Linked DNA regions of Mus musculus: region 1 is linked to region 2. Evidence: chromatin contacts called from public HiChIP or PLAC-seq data. All regions are on one chromosome and are shown on one strand. The core of a region is the stretch at or near the end of the contact, and the rest is flanking DNA. Distances in the headings are between cores, read along the strand shown.

Region 1 (5,828 bases), core at 923-3,422, 320 kb before region 2:
AAACTGATCAGAGGCATGACGCAACCGCTTCGGCTGAAAATGAGTCCCGGTGCTGCCCTTCGGACACAGGCTATCTCCTACAGATGTTGACACTTTCCAAACCAGATGGCCCCATCACTTTATAGAAAGGACGCATCTGCAAGGATGAACAGCCAAGGATATGGAGCCCAGCCAGTACCCTGGAGCTGTCTCTTGAAGTTTTCAAGTGCTTCTATCTTGTTATTTGTTTGTTATTTGTTTGTTTTGTTTTGAACTGTCCTAGCCATTGAACCCAGAGCTTTGAACAAGCTGACCAAGCGCTGAGCAACATCTGTGGCCTTCTTTTTCATTTGTTTGTTTGTTTGTTTGTTTGTTTTGAGACAAGGTCTCACCAAGTTGCCTGAGCAGGCCGTGAACTCAGTCCGTAGCCTAGGCAAGCTTGTGGCCCTTCTGCCTTGCCCTCCTTGAGTCACTGTCATTACAGTGTCACCAGGCCTGACTTTTATATTGTTTTTAACCATTGCCTACATGTCCTTTAAAGGCTACTATGACCACACTGATGAAATTCAAAACATCTCTGGCTTTACCAAAGTCTTCACAGTGGAACTGGGATAAGAACAGTAGCCCCCTAACACATATGCACACTATAGTTAACTGTGTGCCCGAGACTGCATGCTAAGCACTAGAGCTTCAACTGTGGATTGCTAGCTAGCTATGGGCAGCCTCTACTGTGGTTATCACTGTTTTTCTAGGTACATGTCCAGGACAGAGGACAGATGGGTCCTGACCAAGCTTCACTCCAGTGAGACCTAAATTATGATGTTAATACAGACAGTCTGTCTCCACTGGCCACCTACCATCACCCTTCACCTGGACTGCCCCTGTAGAACTGGGTGGAAGTGGGGGAGGGGCAACAAAATGCATGGCTCTCCCCTGAAATATCTGGCCTGCTCTGAGCTTTCCTTTCTCGTTTTCCCTCTCTGTCTCTTTGGGTGTAGATAATGATGTCTCTCCGTTAGACTAACACAGGAGAAGACAAACCATAAAACATAGGCTAGATTCAATGCAGAAGACAGGAGCTGGTGTCTCCCTGTGCTAAACAAAGACTAGCATTTAGTAAGACACTTTTAAAAAGCAAACCTGCCCAAATGGATTTGACTGGAGCACACACACACACACACACACACACACACACACACAAATTTGTCAAGTGCCTGGTGATGTCACCCATAGAAAAGATGAGAAACGACACATACTCCCCCATTATCACCTTCCTGCTTGTTTAATCTCACCTTGCAAGTTCTCCTTCATCAAAGTAACTTGAAAATTATATGGGACCAAGGAAGCCTCGGGAAACATGGGTGGAATTCTGATATGCTTTCTTCATTAACTGCTCATGGCCCAGAATTGAGGGGAAAGCTGCCCTTCCTGGGGAGTCTTTAAGTGAAAAACTCATCTTAATTGAACGCACATATCAGTTAGCTATCTTCCAGATTCACCATTAATGACCCATTTGCACCGGAGCGCCTTCTCTTCTCAATGGCTGGTACAAGGGCAACAGTCTCAGGGTCGTGCTTAGAAAGGAAGATTCAGCAGGAACGCAGAGGGGACAAGAGAGGGAAGAAGTGGGCATATTAAGCACTCGTCCTTCCCAAGCAAACTAGCACTCTGGGGCTAAGCAACAGCAAATGCTACAAATAATGCTGTCCTTGCAAAATTGACATCCTCCCAATCAGGGCCGTGAGACACCTTGCACAGGAATCACAAATAACACCATCCTGCCAGTTAATCGGGCTTTAGATGTGCCCTCTGAGGAAAGGACTGGGCTTGCAAATAGAGCCTGGTGGATGTGAAGGGGCCATAGAATGATGGAGGTGGGGGTGGGGTAGGGGTAGGGTTGGGGGTGGGGGACAACAAAGCGCAAAGTTCTCTCCTGAAATGCCAGGGCTGTTCTGAGATTTCACTTTCCATTCTCTCCCCGTAACAGAAGGACCTAAGCGGGAATCGGAGGTGCGCACCCAGAGGATTCCTGTCGATTCCTGCCCATCACCTGGCCAAGGACTGTGGAAGCCAGCCTAGTTTAGCAGCCAACAGAAGCAAGAGTCTGGAAGCAGAAGGATGCCAAGCGCAAGCTCCCACTGAGCACATGGCCTCTTAAAATCAGAAGGGTGTGTGACTCGGCAGCTCACATGATGAAGACATCATGTATGACTCGACTTTGTAAAGGGCAAGTGGATGCAAATGCTTATGCACGGGACTCCGTGGCTCCCTTTGAAACTTTTTAACCATTGTCACGGAGTATTAGGAAAATGACAGGAGGAGGCATGTTGGGACATGCAAAGCAGTCTCTGCCGATCTCCTGGGTGCTCTGGAAATAAACTCAGCATCTTGCTGTGTTTCCCTTAGCCAAAACTTCAAATCCGAAAAGGTCTCTAGTTCCAGAAGCATCGAAGGAGTTTCCTGGTTCACCATAAGCCTGGCCTTGCGAATTCAATGATGAATGAACCAAATCAGGCCATTCAAACACCAGACGGACCAGTCTACAGTGAAAGATGCACTCTTGAGAAAATAAATGCTGATACATTTTAGGATTGGGGGAAACTAGTGACAATTACAGGCAGAAACTAAGCACACACCAAAGAGCACAGGGTATGAGTTTCCTCTATGTGACAGAAATATGTTCTTGATTGTGGGAGTCTGGGAATGCCACCTCTCTGAATCTCATTAGCCCACTGGAATATTCTTAGCCTGGGCAAGGGAAACTAACTCTCCCACATTTGTGCTAAAGGAGTAGCCATAGACATGTCCCAATTTGAGAATTAAATTATCTTTCCTCATGATGGCACCAACTCTGACACTTTATAGAGGGCTTCCTTTATTGTCAGCAATATGGGACAGTGGATTTTATTTCCCTTTGGACAATGAGATTGTGGTTAGCATAACATCAGTGAATCTAACATCAATCTGCTGTCAAAAATTCACTTTATGAAGGCCAGAGAGAGGTTGCGCCGAAAGCAGCCACACAGAGGGCTAGATGTATAAACACTGAAGAGAAACTGAAATCAATTCTGAGCACAGCAGAAGCCAGAGCATCACTGGCATCCACAGGCACCTGCCATTTTAATATTCAAACAATAGGATAGTTACTGAAACAGCGATCAATTCTTAAAGGAGAGCTGCTCCCAGCAGAGTTTATTTGTGGTCCTCTGTCCAACATCCATTAGACAGGGACCCTGTCTCTAGAAGAGTAGATTCAAATAAATAGTAAGAGCGGAAATAGATTCTATTCTCTCTGTTTACTTTATTACTATTGATTTCTGAATTCCCTCCAATCTATTTCCTAACTGGGCAGATAATATACATTTAGTACTGAAGGTAATTATCTAAAATGAACCCAGTTTGCAGTTGGGTGATAAAAAAGAGAGGGGGTACCGATAGATTAAACACTTATACATTAACAAGTATGGCCGGCTGTATTAATATAAATACTAGGGTCTTAGCATGCTTACTTTATGGCTAGATATAATTTTGTAGGCTAATTGTGAGTTCTTGTATACATGTGGGCATATTTTATTTCCACTGTTCTATACTTTATGACATTATTTTATGGTACAAATACTATAATAGAAAATAAAATTATTTCAAATATGTTTTATTTGAAAGGCATCTACCTCCCTCAAAAAAAAAAGAATTATGTAGGAAAAAAATTTAAGTGTTCAAATGCTTTAGAACAATTTAGTTGTAGGAAATTACAATGGTTATTAAAGCATCAAGTTAGAAAAGGAAGCACACAGCGCATCATAATGCAGTTATATGTGAAAGATGGGCTTAACTAGTTAGCAGTAGCCGGTGGGAGAATACAGTAAGTCTACACTGTGTGAAATTATGCTTCTCTTCAATGCCGTGCTATGGAGAAGACTTAGTGTGTGAGGAAAGGGGTATATTAAATAAAGCAGAAGATGAAGCTGCATGTGTGAATAGACACACAGTACAATATAGTCACAGATGCAAAACAAAACAAAAAAAGATGTTTGCCTGTGTTTGTTATACATAGAAAAATAACAGAGAAGTCCAGGGAGGCATTGCCATTACTGGGTGATGAGTACTGGGTGAGTTTGTACCCTTTTATCCTCTCTTGGTTTTTGCTTTTTGGGGGGGGGGTTGTTTGTTTATTTGCTCTGTTTTGCTACATAATTAGCACACGTTATTTTGTGAATGGTGTTTTGAAATGGAAATGATTGTTATTTCCTTGAGCAAATCATCCAGAGATGTGTGAGAGGAGCACTTGGACTCACTAGCAGGCTTAGTAGCCACTCTTCCTACCCTTGGCTTGTGAGACCTCAAGGGTGTTCTCCAGCCAAGGACTCCTGGGCCAGAGCTTTAGTGAGAACTGCCCATTAGCAAGCTAGAGAGTCTCATGCACATTCCTGCTACATGCCAAGTGTGGGACACTCACTTGCAAAGGGGCTGCAAGCTTATGGAAATCTTGAAGTAGTTGGAAATAATGTTAGGATTTGATGGTAGATTCTAGGGTCACACTGGCAGATAGTGGCTCCTGTGGTCACACTGTCCAAATACTTGGCAGATGACTCAACCCTTCTTGCCTCCTTCTCCTTATCTGTAGCATCAGGGCAGTACTTGTGGCCGAGTCGTGCTCGAGCCAATGCTTCTGCATTTGTAAACTCTTAGAAGCAGACAGCACATAAGTACTGACATTGTTGTTAAATGAATCCTATGAATCTGAGTTCGTTGGTCAGAAGTCCTTATAACGAAGAGCCAAATATGGTCAGAATACATGTCAAATCATTGCCCTTCTCTAAGTGGTCAGAGAAGCCTTTCTTGGGCATGGCTGTCATTTGCTGGTGAAACTAAGTCATTAGGTACTTCCAGGCGCCTGGTAAGGCTTCACATATCCACCCTGATGCTCTGTAATGGTGATGGTAGCACTAAGGTTCAATGACTAAGTTGCTAAGTGCAAGTATTACTTGTAGCTTTGTATTGAGTACTCTATATTTAGAGTTTCATCTAAGACATAAAACCAAGAAGGTATTCCATAAATATTTACTCAGTGGGAGAAAAGAATGAATGAATTGAGTGAATGACTTCATCACATCCACATCAAGTATACTACTTCTAAACATATTACCTCAAGGTAGGCATGGTTTGATACATTTGTCATTGATTGTTAAGTAGAGTGATATATTCCTTTAACCCCAACACTCCAGAAACAGAGGCAGGATGATATCTGTGAATTAGAGGCTAGGCTGGTCTACATAACAAGTTCCAGGGCAGCCAGGGAGACTTCTTCTAAAACAAAACCAAAAGTGAAACAAACAAACAAACAAACAACAAAAAGAAAACCAAACCAAACCAAACCAAAAGAATCAAGCAACAACAACAACAATAATATCAAAAAACTAATGTGGAAACATCAATGCTTTCAGACTAGAAAATGTACTCTTGTTCATGTGGAAACCATAATGTCCATATCAAAAGAGCAGACAAGTATAAACACTTTTTTCCTCCAAGATGGAAACAAATCATAGCTCAGACCTTGAATGTCTTCTAGAACGTTTCATAGGAACGGTTGGGAGGAAGAGAGCCCTGAACTCAGAATCCAAAACAGTAGCAGCAGCAACCAGAAACAGGCAGTTCATGTAACTGGTTCTGTGGTTTCCACGGCCAGGTAGAGCGTGACAAGAACGTTACAGGAACTGACATCAAGTCCAGAACTAGCCATAGAAGCGGTCTACATGGTAAATGTCACTATAACAACAGTCGCTACGGAACAAAAGGGGAAAACCTGTTGAGATCCTGCCTAGTTGTGTTGTGAGCACTCCTGAGGGCCT
Region 2 (5,752 bases), core at 856-3,355:
TGGTATTCCCCCAACAACTGCAGTGGGGGCTATCCCTAAAGCTGCTGCCTGTCTGTGGACTACATTCCCCTAAATAGGCTACCTTGTCTGGCCTCAGTGGGAGAGGATAAAGCTAGCCCTGCAGGGACTTGATATTGGGGGAGCATACTGGGGGGACTCTATCCTCTCAGAGGAAAAGGGGGGAGAGGGACTGCTAAAGGAGGACTGGGAGGGGGATCATCTGGATGTAAAGTGAATAAAAAATAATAAAAATAAAATGACTAAAATAAACAAACGAATGACTGGAGCTGCCCTTCAAACCTATGACTATCTACTGTGATAATTCTTCCACCTCAGTCAGACCTGATTCACTTCTGTCCACTAAAGTTAAACAAGGAGAGATGGGCACTGAACTCTGCTATATCCAAGATGGGAGGCATTAACTGGAAGGGACGAGCTGAAAGAACAAAATCCCTAATGTCTAGGCAGAAGAGGGCTTATACTGAAGCAACCCCATAAATGATACCATTGAAGCACTTACCAGGAAAAGAAACCATGTTGGTCAAAGCAAACAGAGTGGGCATGCCTGAAGCCCCCATCCACTCACATAGCATCTCTCAGTCTCCTGCCATCTGTGCCTGCATGGGCTCGGCACATGTTTCCTACAGCAGGCAGCTACTGAGAGGACTTGGATTTCCCTGATTTGATTTGCCCAAGATCAAGATCCACCCCCCCCCCAAAAAAAAAACAGGCAGGTGCCTGCTTTGCATCCCTTTTTAATCTGCAACCCAAATGACAGGACAGCCATGTGGCCAGTCACAGCAGTAGGTCCCCCCACACCTGGTGTGGGCTATGTGTACTGGAGACTTGAACAGCAACCTTTTCACCAGCAGGTCCATGTATCTCCACTGCACACTGAGGGGAAAGGCAGATTTAGGAGTCCCTCGCTTAACGTCTAACACAGGTGGCAGATTTCTAGCGAGCTGACTCACAAGCTCATAAATCAGAGCAGGAAACATCTGAATGCTCCCTAGCCTTGGAGTCTGCAGATCCTCATCTCAAGCACTGTAAGTAGAGCCTCTTGCCACTGGAGACATGGGCCGTTTGGGTGGGAACAATTAAGAACTGAGGAGAAGGAGAGTGGGTAATGGAGGGAAGGGGTTGTGAGGGTGGGACTGGGAGGAAAAGAGGGAGGGGGACTTCCATCTTGATAGAAACTGAATGAATGAATGAATGAATGAATGAATGAATGAATGAATGAATAATAAAATATATAGGAAAAAAAGTCTTGTTACATAGCTCTGATTGGGTCAGAACTCACTATCCAACACAGGCTAGCTCAATCTTACAGAGATGCCTCTGCCTCTGCCTCTGCCTCTGCCTCTGCCTCTGCCTCTGCCTCTGCCTCCCAGGTGCAGGAATTACAGAGAAGTGCAACCACTCCCTGCTAAACTGAGCATCCCAGTAGAAATTACGATTCCTGCCCTATTCATCCTAAGTGGCTACAGAATGAGCTATGTAAATTACCAGGGCACTCTGGTTAATACCTGTGAAGGAGATAAGTTCTGAAGGAATCTGCTACATAGACTCCACTGGCCTCTGCCATCCTCTCACACCTAAGGTTGCCTGTCTTCAGAACACTCAACCTTCAAGTGCTGAATCCTGTTGTCTCCTTGACTGGGCACTCATGGCCTTGTGTACTGCTGGGGTTAATACCTGGCACTCTTTTCTCCTGATTGACTCGCTCCATCTTTGTAAGCATTGTGTAGTTTTCTTTCCTTTATCTAGAGTTCATTTCTCTCCCAATCAATATTCTTACTGTAAGAGTAGCCAGTACTTCATGCCATGTGGGCCTATAAAAACTGAGATTAAAGCCGGACAGGGGTGGCGCAGGCCTTTAATCCCAGCACTTGGGAGGCAGAGGCAGGCAGATTTCTGAGTTCGAGGCCAGCCTGGTCTACAGAGTGAGTTCCAGGACAGCCAGGGCTACACAGAGAAACCCTGTCTCAAAAAAAAAACCAAAAAACAAAAAACAAAAAAACCTGAGATTAGACTTAGGGTGCCTACATGACTCTACTTCGTGAGTCACCAGTGACCTGGGGCTTTTTCTCTTTGTGCCCATCCATGTCTCATTGGCCCTAAAATTCCTGTGGTTGATTTCTCCACCTTGACCTGCCCCCCTTCCTTTCATTCTTGGAACCCTATATACTCAAAGTTCTTTCTAATTCGACAGTGTGACCTTCTTATTCAATATGAGCATTCCTCTCAAGAATGGAATCATTGAGTCCTCTCTTCTTATTCTGAATTCTCAACCTCATCTTCCACAGAGCCTCAGTTCTTGCCTTTGAGAAGCAGAGTTTGAAGCTGGTTATCTTTCACCAAGTCCCTCTCGCCAGCTCCAGGCCACAAGACTGCTCTGCTGTAAACCTTCACAGAGCAACCCTGCTTAGACCACAAACACTTCTTTAGGTGGCCTCTAAAATCCCTCTCCCATCTTCTCTCTCTCTCTCTCTCTCTCTCTCTCTCTCTCTCTCTCTCTCTCTCTCTCTCTCTCACACACACACACACACACACACACACACACACACACTGATATGACTCACCTACAAATATTTCCTCCCTCCTCTCCATCCTCAGAGTCCTTTACCCACCATCACATCAAACCCTTTGCCCAGTGACGTCTCATTAGCTGCTCAAAGCTTCCATCTTCAAGCTTTCCCACTATGGCATGAAATTTCCTTACTCTAAATTCCACAAGGCTTTGCACATAGAAGGTACTAACAATAAAGATACATCATCACCACAACTGTAGGGAACCAGGTACATCCAGGTTTGATAGACACCAAACCTCCCTTCAATGCTTTCTTACCATCAGCTACTTAGAGCCAAAAAGTACCAAACTTGGCCAGGCACAGATGAGTTCTCTACTACTGCTTCTATTAATACTGCTTCAAGTCATAACAGTATTTCCATTCTGACTCTGCCAAGCATCAAGGTAAGAATTTATAGGGACTATAGCGTTTAACCTTCACTACCACCCTAGGAGATAACATTTAAAACCCCATTTCACAAATGGGACAGCTGAAGCCTGGAGTCCACTGAGTCACTTCCTGCCTTTTAAAGGGCTTGGCTGAATAAAAACAGAGAGTAGGTGTCATTGCAAAGGCAGGGTGTCCTATGGAGTTAAAAGCACCCGGTACCCTGGACAACTTATAAGGGGTTATGACTTGGGCCAATGGCCAGAGGTGCTTCCCTGGGAAAGCCACACATAACTGAGTGGAGGCAATCAGACTAAACCTGCAAACAAGTAAGGAAAAAACACAAAAACCCACCCTATCACATAAGCAGGCTAGCCTTGAGAGTTTCAAGGTTCTTTTGCAAAATAAAATAAGCAAGAACCTGGGGGTTAGAGAGATGGCTCAATGGTTAAGAGCAACAACTGCTCTTCCAAAGGTCATGAGTTCAAATCCCAGCAACCACATGGTGGTTCACAACCATCCATAATGAGATCTGACTCTCTCTTCTGGTGCGTCTGAAGTCAGCTACAGTGTACTTATGTTAAATAAATAAATAAAGCAAGCAAGCAAGCAAGCAAGCAAGCAAGCAAGCACCTTCCTTAGATAGGTGCCTCTGGCCTGCCATCTCCCTGGGTACTGGAAATGAAGAACTCCTGCCGCCTGAAGTCTGCTGGAGAGCTGGGTATCAAGTCCCCCTACTAAGCTGAGTCCCCAGTTTTCATTTGCATTGAAACACAGAAGTTAGGGTACTCATATAAGCAAACCCCTTATAGAATCCCACTCTTAAAAAAATAAATGAAAGGATTCATAGAGCCATATTATCTGTAGAACTTCACAACCATAAATGACTGGTGTGATATTCTAAGTCACCAAAGGCAGAAGTGCTCTGCATCTTCAAATCAAAGAGAGTTTTTCTCTCAGTGTCAACAATTATAAACTAATGATGGTAATTTCTTTAGCCATGTCACACAATGGGGTCACCTTCTCCACAAAACACAATGTTTTTTTTCTCTCTCTCTCCTTCTCCTCCCCCTTCTTCTTAATTTACAGCACCTGAGACAGGACTGTCCCTTGCTTATCGTTTCCTTTTCCCTTCCATTTGCCTGTAATGAACAGAACGCACCAAGCCCTTTCTTGTGGATCGAAATTCTGTCTCCTTCATCATAGCCAGTGTACTATAAACATACAGCTTTTGTGACATCAACGCAAAGTTTTATTGTGCCGTTAGCTTTGACAGAAAGCACTGCAGAAAGTTGTTTAGAAATTAAATATCTAAAACAAGCTATTTTAAAATCCAGGGCCTTCACTATTTCATGTCTGCAATGAAGAAATTTTATCTTGGGGAGAGCAAGCTGTCTTTCACACCATATGGCTAATGGTGGTGCATAGCAATTAGCCAGGCTGATTAATGGTGAACAGATTCTAATTTTATGCTTATAATTGAGGCTGCATTTGCACCCCTGGTGCAAATTCAGCACATCCCAACTTCCACTTACAACAGGCAAGAAATCAAGAGAAATAGGATGGTATGGAAAGTGAGAATTTTTTTTTCCTAAAGCCCCCTAAAGAGCATCAGATTTGCAATTTAAAAGACTGTTAGCCACACAATAGATGACAGGTTTGTGTAATGGGGTCATGGTAGCCTGTAAACAAACAGTACCCCTTCCACATCTATAGGCAGCCGGAGAGAGCAGTAATCTGTAACATTAGCAAGATGACATTTGGAATATGGCTTTCCCTCTTAGCCACTCGGTACAAACAGCGTCATTTGCCTTCCATGGCTTGAGAATTTTATTTTTTGCTATTTTTATGTTTCTGAAAAATAGAGAGAACGCGAGCAGTAAAGCACACCAACCAGCATAATAAAGCACTTTGGACCAATGAATTTTAAAAACAAGGAAAATATAAACTGCATTAATAGAGGGGGGCCCTGCGCATGAGAGGCATAATATATCTCTAAGTAGTTCAGGAATAGAATTCTCTCCAGCATAATCCAAACATATGCAGATACGAAATGCAAATCGATGATGTATAGCTAGTGCTTGGCCTGTTCCTGAAATCCATCTTCCTGTTTCCTGTTCTGCTACAGCCACACGCAGCTCTACATGGAGAGGGCAGTCTAATGGCGTGTTAATTGTAGAAGGCTAAAATGATAGAGCTGTGGTTGGGGGAACAGTAACACAGACGAGGTTACGATTTACTTAGGTTACATTTTTTAAACCGGGGCTTGCTCCTTTCCTTCTAAAAAGGTGCCACTCAGCCAGATTATATCCAGGTCATACACACAGGGTAAAACTAACTCGTTCTACTGATGAAGAAATTCCACCCTGTTTAGGAGTGTTCCACTACTGTCTTAAGTCTGGAGGAAAAAAAAAAACAACCTGGTTTTTAGAATAATTAACAGGTTTTATAAATCACTGAAGTGAAAATGTGTGAAGCGCTTATATATCTTAGAACTATAAATCAGAAGTATTTCTAAAAAGAAAAAAAGCAGAATTTTTATAGATACAAATGTTAATGTTTGGGATGTCACTCGGAAAACACAACACACTTTTGAGTCTTTTTCCACCTGTAGAGTTGTAAGATTGTTTGCCCCAAGAGTCCATGAGTGGCCGGTAAGGGCTTCCCATGCTGAGAAGGCAGCTGAAGACCCATGTAGACTGGTCAGTGACATTCACCAGCCAAACACACATTGTGCCAGAGAGAGGCTGCTCAGCTAACAAAGCAATTAGGAACTCTCCTCTGATGTCAAGTGT

The links. HiChIP or PLAC-seq counts read pairs in DNA pulled down with a chosen protein or histone mark.
Region 1: a contact with region 2 is called in a CTCF HiChIP or PLAC-seq map of the NIH/3T3 cell line, with 6 read pairs. The contact joins two enhancer-like sites.

The regions. Positions count from the first base shown.
Region 1 is chr11:44,950,410-44,956,237 of GRCm38.p6, reverse strand. All of the region lies in intron 10 of Ebf1 (early B cell factor 1), which reads right to left. Among named protein-coding and RNA genes, the nearest start is that of Gm51859, 140 kb to the left of the region's middle. Within about 2 kb of position 2,172, at least 10 of the 459 cell types and tissues checked have an H3K27ac peak or open chromatin away from gene starts, as enhancers often do. A contact at or near this core is called in the NIH/3T3 cell line, where this site is marked.
Region 2 is chr11:44,633,649-44,639,400 of GRCm38.p6, reverse strand. All of the region lies in intron 5 of Ebf1 (early B cell factor 1), which reads right to left. Among named protein-coding and RNA genes, the nearest start is that of Ebf1, 18 kb to the right of the region's middle. Within about 2 kb of position 2,105, at least 7 of the 459 cell types and tissues checked have an H3K27ac peak or open chromatin away from gene starts, as enhancers often do. A contact at or near this core is called in the NIH/3T3 cell line, where this site is marked.